Linked DNA regions of Hordeum vulgare: regions 2 and 3 are each linked to region 1. The links are chromatin contacts, called in public Hi-C maps. All regions are on one chromosome and are shown on one strand. The core of a region is the stretch at or near the end of the contact, and the rest is flanking DNA. Distances in the headings are between cores, read along the strand shown. Region 1 holds the start of LOC123426698 (U-box domain-containing protein 27-like). Region 2 has its middle 97 kb from the start of LOC123426698. Region 3 has its middle 70 kb from the start of LOC123430272.

Region 1 (2,526 bases), core at 15-2,514:
CACCACCGCCAGTGTGGAATTTTGGGTTCGCCCCGATTGTGGAGATCGCGACGTGTTTGACCATTGACTAAGCAGGGGAACAAAATCCGGCAGCTTAGTCCAGAATGATTCCGAGACAGAGGCGCTTCCATTTTCCCATCGGAACCGGAGAGCGAGGGGCAGAAAAGAAAGAAAGGAGGAAAGCAGCCCGGGGAAAGCGACCCCTCACCCCGCGCTGTACGTCACCTCTCGTTTCTTCGTTTGACTCGTCCCACCTTGCCTTTGAATGCCTCCTTTTTCCTGTGTTCCACACACTCTCCCTAATGCAATGCAACCCAACCAAATATGCAAATAAGCACCTGACGAAAGCGGAAATCACATGACAACTTTATAAGGTGAACCCTATATAAGTTTTTTCTTCTTCTTCCAAACAACTTGGCCGGAGCTCTGCCTTGCACTCCCACCACCTCGCGCGGCGTTGGATCTAGCAGGATGAACGTTATTTCTACTTTGCAACAAGGGCCTTGTTTCAAAAACATTTATAATAGAGATTGTGTTGCAGAATTTTTGTGCAACATAGGTTGTGTTGCGGAATTTTTTGCAACACTGCTTGTGTTGCGAATATATATTTTTGCAACATGGGTGTTGCTTCGGAAATTTTTTTGCAACACAGACAATGTTGCAGAGAATATTTGCAGTTTTTTTTTTGCTTTTTATTTTCCGCAACACGAGTGTTGTTGCGAAGGGCAATTTTGCAACACACAAAATGTTGCAGAAAGAGAGACGCAAAGACACGCATACGTGGGTCGCAAAGAGGAGGTGGCGGATCGCTTGTGTGCGATCCATCGGCTGAAGGTAATCATTTTCCAATATTTATAGTCAAGGAACTTGTACTAGTTTTCTCAACTCCAAGTATTTGATACAAATAGAGTAAAATGAAACAGTTTTTTATAAAAGAAATGAAACCGTTTGGAAATTGATACTGCAAGCTTACCTGGACACAACTATTTTATGTCCGAACTCAAATGAGCCTGCCTGAACTGTAAAATTATAAAAAATTCAAAACAGATCAAAAAATCTATTTTATTTCTACGAGGAACATTGATAAAATTTCTAAGTGTTTGCAAAATTTCATCATGAAAACACATTTGTGAAAGTCAAATCATTTTGAAGTACTAATTTTTATCTTTTTACTACAACTTCCATGAATGTCAATAAAGCGGCATGATGACCTTCCTAAAAAATACACACCCTCTAAATTGAGACAGTAATTAGTCCATTAAAAATATGATCGTACCATTATCTGATATACCGCGATAATTTCTAATTATTGCAAGTTTTTGCAGTACGTGGGGACACGCGGAATCCTCACGATCCGTGGCCCGATACGGATTGGAACGCCCGCACTATGTATGCCAGCGGTAGCTTTGAATATTTTCCATAAAAGGTTGCAGACGGGAAGCTCCCTTGGAAAAACCCGAGACGGGTAGCGGTAGGGAGCGTTTTGCACGAGCACGGAAGAGCAGGGCGCTGGGCGCAAAGACCAGTCGGTCCACCACCACCACTTCTGTTTCATATACCACAACGCCCACCTCGCCGCAGCGCTCTCCCTCCTCTCTCCCCCTTTGCTGCCGCTTCCACGCACGCACCTCACCTCCCCGCAAGAACGGAGCAGAGCAGGTAGCCATAGCCATGGTGAGGAAGGACAAGACCACCACCGGCATGAGGCTCCCGCCCCAGCACCAGGGGCTGGAGGTCAAGATCCCCAGCTTCTTCCGCTGCCCGATCTCCCTCGACGTCATGCGCTCGCCGGTCAGCCTCTGCACCGGCGTCACATACGACCGCGCCTCCATACAGAGGTGGCTCGACTCCGGCAACACCACCTGCCCGGCCACCATGCTCCCACTCCCCTCCACGGACCTCACGCCCAACCTCACCCTCCGCAGCCTCATCTCCCACTGGTCCGCCTCCGCCGCCTCCTGCTCGCCCGTCGCCGGATCCGCCGCCTTCTTCGCCGGCCCTTCCCCCGCCGCACTCGTCCGCCAGGTCGCCTCCTCCGGCGCCGACCCCTCCGCCGCGCTCCGCGAGCTGGCCGCCTACCTCTCCGACGACGACGTCGACGAGTTCGAGAAGAACGCGCTCGTGGGCGCAGGCTCCGCCGCGGAGACCGTCGCGGCCGTGCTTAGACGGAAGGGTGAGCAGATAAGCGTCGCGGGCGTGGAGGCGGCCGTCCGGGTTCTCGCCGCGATCGTGGCGCTGGATGGCATCGAGGACGCGAACAAGAGGCGGGTGGCCGCCGGCCTCGCCGTCGACGCGTCGGCCTCGGCGGCGTCGCTGGCCCGCGTCCTGCGGGGCGGGAGCGGCTTGGAGGCCAGAATTGACGCGGCGAGGCTCGCCGAGTTCTTGCTCGCCAATGCCGGCGCCGACGCAAAGGTGGCTGTGGCGGAATCGTCCGAGCTGGTGACGGAGCTGGTACGGCTGGTCGGGCCCGTCGACGAGAAGGGCGGCCTTGATAAGAAGGCCATGGACACCGGCCTCAGCTGCCTT
Region 2 (2,526 bases), core at 19-2,518, 97 kb before region 1:
CTTCTTCCTCCGGTGAACCCGCTAGATGCCTCTCTCTCCCTCCGTTTGGGCGGCAACTGCTGAGAGTGAGTGGGGGAGGGGAGTGAGTGAGGGAGGAAGAAGGGGGTGAGGAGGAGATGAGCGTGATGGGAGAGCACACCACTAGTCGCCCCGCCACGTGCACTGCCGCGAGCTGCCGCCGCCGCACTTCGCCGCCCCGGGCGCCTGCGCTGCCGCGCGCCGCCGCCTCCTTTCTAGCCGCCTCGCCGCATGGTGCATTGCGCCCGCCGCCAGATCCGACCCGGCTCGCCATGGATCCTGCCGCCCCACGCGCCCGTCGGCGTCGCCTCCACCTCTAACCACCGCCACGACTCTCACCGGAGCCGGAGCCACCATCGATGGACCGGCCTCCTCCTCGGCTAGATCGGGACCGGACCGTGAGCCCTGGACCGGTGGAGGACATGGGCTTTTTGAAAAGACGAAACGTTTTTTTCCATTTAATGGAGGACCGTGGGTTGATTTTGAAATAACTGGGATACGTTTTTGCAAAACCCCACGACGGACGACAAAAGCAGTAGCTGCTTTATTATTAGGGAGAGATTAGGAAGAGAATTATGTTAATCCTTGCTTCTCTTAATTACCAAGGCAATTACTTTTGGCATGTCGGTTGCTCATGTCCCTTTGTATAGACACCTCATGGAGGCACCCTTTGTAATTCTATATAAGACATCATCATCAATGAAAAGGGTATAATTTGAATCATTTTGTTGTCTTTATCGTTTGTTTCTCGATTCAATTCAACACGTTATCAGCACTGCTTCCCGGCTAGAGCGATTCCATCGGCGCAGCGGTTCCTGGCTATTGCATCGCCCCCTTAGCCTGACGGAAAGGCCAGACGAAATAAAAATCGGCATGAAGGACGCAACAACTGCGACGGTCCTGATCTCATGTGACCCTCAATTCCACGGGTTTAGCCTCGAGGAAGATAGAAATCAGAGTGAGAGAAGATCAAGCAGTCATGCTCATACAAAAATCTTGATCTAATGGCTCCAAAACATGGTGCTACCTTCCGATTGCTATGCACGCAGCAGTTGGAGAGCGCCAACACACGGAGAGTCAGCCATTGGCTACATCTCCAACAACGGCTCTCCTCGGTCGCCAGAAACAATCGGAGCGTAGCCGCTACGTCCGCATCCTCAATGTCGAGCGATGGACTAGAGCGGACAATGACTGGCACGCGGCGTGGAGTCCCCAACATTTCTATTGTGGCGCAGCCACAGTGCACTCGGCGGCCACAACGACAGGGACTCGCGGCGCCTACCGCGTGAAGGCCACACCGAGGCCTCACCCTCGGCCGCCCGCGCCCAGGCTTTCGCCCGGCGGCCGCACCGGCTCCGAGCATCGACCGCACCGCGCCCGTCCACCCGGCCGCTGCCCCGTGCAAGTGGCCTCTGCCTGGCAGCGCCGCGCCGCGCCCACTCGTGCCCGCGCCCGCGCGCCTGCGGCCGACATCGTCAAGCCGTGGCCGCCCACACTCCGCCCGTTGGCCGCGATGAGGCCTCGCCCTCGGCCGCCCGCCCCGAGGCTCTCGCCCTCGCCCGCCCCGCCGGCTCGCGTCACGCCGTGCTCCGCCCGCGGGACACGGCCACCGCGCCGTTGGACGTGGTCACGGCGTCGGCTGCGCAGAGACGATGCTCGCCGCCTGGGCCCTCTTCCAGCTCTGCCAATGGCTGCTTACGGCCTCGCCTTCGCCGTTGCCTCTTGGTCCTTGGCATGCCGCTCTCTAGCCCGCCGTCGAGTCGCCGGGGCCGCCGCACCGGCGCATGGAGCCTGACCACGCTCGGACTCGCGAATGACGCGACTTCAGGCTCCAGCTTCCCTGGTGGATCTTCCTAAAGGAGGAAGATGGGGCGCCCGGACACTCCACGAGTCGTCGGTGATGCATGTGCCATGGGCGGCTTTCGCGCGTGTTGGTCTCGGATGCATCGCGTGATTTGGGGGATGGATGATACTCGGATTTCTCTGGTCGCTCCCGCCGCAAGATCCGGCCCGGCTCGCCATGGATCCGGCTGCCCCACGCGCCCTTCAGCCTCGCCTCCACCTCTGACCACCGCCGCGACGCTCGCCGGCGCCGGAGCCGCCGTCGACGGACCGGCCTCCTCCTCAGCGGACCGAACGGTGAGCCCAGGACCGGTGGAGGACACAGGCTTTTTTGAAAAGACGAAACTTTTTTTTACTTAATGGAGAACCACGGGTTGATTTTGAAATAACAAGGGACGTTTTTGTAAAACCGTTAGAACGACAGTAGCTTCTTTATTATTATAACAAACATGCCCGTGCGTTGCAACGGAAAAAAACACCCCCTTATACATATGGGAAGATATTTGTAAATCCTTTGACAACAAACAACATGATAAAAAGTGTTACATAAAAATGTAATGACTACATGATTTTTTTAGTGTACTCAATGTGTTTTAAAAAAAAATATGGGCACGATTTAAATAAATATGAAGGTCAACATTAATCCACTTGTTTACATAAACCTCG
Region 3 (2,526 bases), core at 18-2,517, 99 kb after region 1:
ATGTGGAGGATATTTTATTTGAAATATTATTGTGAATTGGACCGACGAAATCAGCTAAAAAGTTGTTTTGAATTTTCAAATTGCGAGAACCTTTTGTCCTTTAGTGTATGCTTGCATGTGCATGTGGGTAGAAGGTGTGGGAACCATTTTTATGCTCCCGTAACTTCTGTGCAAACATGATGATGATATACATACTAAGGGGAGCTCCTACCTCCTCCATTCTGCGGCAGGGAGTCCCTCGGTCACAGAGGACGGTCGCCAGACTGGGCCGGTCCAGTTCCTTTTTTCTGTTTCTTTTTTTCCCTTGTCTGCTTATTCCCTTTCTTTTTTTAATTTTTTGGTTCGTTTTTTCTTTATTTTTTTCTTGTCATTTTTTTATGACAACGACCGAAAGTTGAATTTCCCAATCATTTTTTGAAAACATGGACATTTTTTATACTGTGAACAATTTTATAAAAATGCGAACAAATTCAGAAGTACATTTTCTTAATATTGTTGAAATATTTTTATGAAAAATTGTTTAAAATCCAGATTATTTACTAAAAACCCAAAAACATTTTCTGAATTTCAAGAACATGTTTTGAAAATCCACAACATTTTTTGAAAAACACAGAACATTTTTTCAAATTCTAGACCATTTTCTCAAATTCCGGCACATTTTTTCAAATTTCGAAACATTTTTTAAAATTTCAGAACATTTTATCAAATGCCGAAACATTTTTCAAATTTTGGAACATTTTCTAAACATTCTAGACATTTTATCAAATTCGGAAACATTTTTCAAATTCCAGAACATTTTTTTCAAATTCAGGAACATTCTTTCAAATTCTGAAACATTGTTTTAAATTCCTGAACATTTTTACAAATTCCGGAACTTTTTTTCAAATTCCAGAACAATTTTTTCAAATTCTGGAACTCTTTTGAAAATCCAGATTTTTTTGAAAAAGAAACAAAAAGAATAAAAAAAAATACGGTTCAAGGAATCTCCTAGAAAGTTCCTAAAACTGAAAAAAAAAACGGCTAGAAATTTCTAGAACGTTCCCAAAACTGGGATCGGTGAAAGTGCTAATGGTCCGGTCCAAAACCTGTCGCTCCCTCACAGCGCTTGTGCGTTTACCCGCCTATTTAACTCAAAGAGCGTTAAATAGGGTTTTTCCATTCTGAAGTCGTGATCAGGGTTGAAATTGGGTAATGGGGCAATTAGGGCTGTTGCCCTAGGCGTGTGCCAACTAGCACCTATCCACATAGTAGCAAACATTTGAGAATTTGTGATGCATAGAAGCCGAGCCCGAGGCTTCACATCGTTTCACACTACAAGGCTTCAGCCCGTTAGCCCACCTCCAGATCGATCAGATCATCAAAACACAAAACCAATCGTGAGGTTGACACTTCCATGATTACATTTGTCGATCGGCAACAGGGAAACCCTTGACTCGCTCACTCGAATGGAGCGCATGTGCCGCCGCCCTCGTTAGTCGCCGGGTCGCCGACCTTGACTGTACAACTCACAGCCGCGCAGGTCCTAACCACCCGCCTCTCCTTCTTCTGATCTTCTCTAAGAGCAAGTCCAATGTTCCGATTTATTTCGTCCGCGCGCGTTTGTTTAGGTCGTGATGGATAAAAAGATCGACCCGACGTGTTGACCCAAACGGACGTCCGTTTGTTTTTATCCGTTTGCGATCCATTATGGGTGTAAATTTACACATCATTTGCGTTGTCGCGGACACGGAACGGACAAAACACGAACAAAGCGCACGTCCGTTTGGATCGCGCGGTTGGAGTTGTTCTAACTATTGAAATTTTAGTGCACACGCACTCCGCCGGGTAAATAGGTAATATGTACATTGTATCATCCAATTATTTCCCTAGTTCCTTATATTAATCAAACTTAGTGAATTGGCACTGTTAGGGAAGCCCTAGCAGTAGCGTGGGTTAAAGGGCTATCAGTAGCGAGGGCAGCCATGTTAGTGATAAGGCGCTACAACTAACCTTTAGCACTAGCGCGTGTCAAACAGCGCTACTGAAATCTAGGTTAAGCAGTAGCGTTTGTCCAAAAACACGTTGCTGCTAACTAGTTGTAGCGTCCTTGTACAGACTCATCAACTCATCACGCTCAAACCCTGAGTCATGCTCGTGAGCCATCAATCCTCCGTCGTCATAGGCGCTAATATTGAGATACTGTAGAGGGTCATCATCCTCGTCCATGGCATCTTGCATTGCTTCTTCGGCGGTGGCGACACCATCAGCCACTAATGGAGCCTCTTCCTCACGCCGTCCGCTATCACCCGGCATGACAGGCGACACTAATTGGGTAGGTGGGGTGTTGGTGTTCATACCTTGTTGAGGCTGCTTGGTCGTGGGTTTGCTCCCGACCGCCTCCAAACGAAGCAGACTCTTCGGCTACAACAGGACCCAAGTCATGCAATCGCCAAGCCGTCACGGGGTCTCGTCGTCATCTCCCCCTAGTGGTACCGGAGGAGCCAAATTCTCGTGCCCGGTAAGACACTGGCCACGGAAACCTTGAAG

Evidence for each region. Hi-C and Micro-C count contacts between places; a contact is called where the count stands out from the background.
Region 2: a Hi-C map of leaf shows a contact between it and region 1, with 4 times the contacts expected there. The contact joins the enhancer-like site here to the promoter of LOC123426698 in region 1. A contact is called at or near these places in 3 of 6 Hi-C or Micro-C datasets (leaf and seedling).
Region 3: a contact with region 1 is called in a Hi-C map of leaf, with 1.8 times the contacts expected there. The contact joins the enhancer-like site here to the promoter of LOC123426698 in region 1. A contact is called at or near these places in 2 of 6 Hi-C or Micro-C datasets (leaf and seedling).

Annotation. Positions count from the first base shown.
Region 1 is chr2H:471,268,084-471,270,609 of MorexV3_pseudomolecules_assembly, forward strand. It overlaps LOC123426698 (U-box domain-containing protein 27-like), which reads left to right and starts at 1,265. Exons shown (of 1, transcript XM_045110570.1): 1 at 1,265-2,526. The coding sequence starts at 1,672.
Region 2 is chr2H:471,170,958-471,173,483 of MorexV3_pseudomolecules_assembly, forward strand. No RefSeq gene overlaps it. Among protein-coding and RNA genes, the nearest start is that of LOC123426698, 97 kb to the right of the region's middle. Within about 2 kb of position 1,269, at least 3 of the 3 cell types and tissues checked have open chromatin away from gene starts, as enhancers often do. A contact at or near this core is called in leaf and seedling, where this site is marked.
Region 3 is chr2H:471,366,599-471,369,124 of MorexV3_pseudomolecules_assembly, forward strand. No RefSeq gene overlaps it. Among protein-coding and RNA genes, the nearest start is that of LOC123430272, 70 kb to the right of the region's middle. Within about 2 kb of position 1,268, at least 2 of the 3 cell types and tissues checked have open chromatin away from gene starts, as enhancers often do. A contact at or near this core is called in leaf, where this site is marked.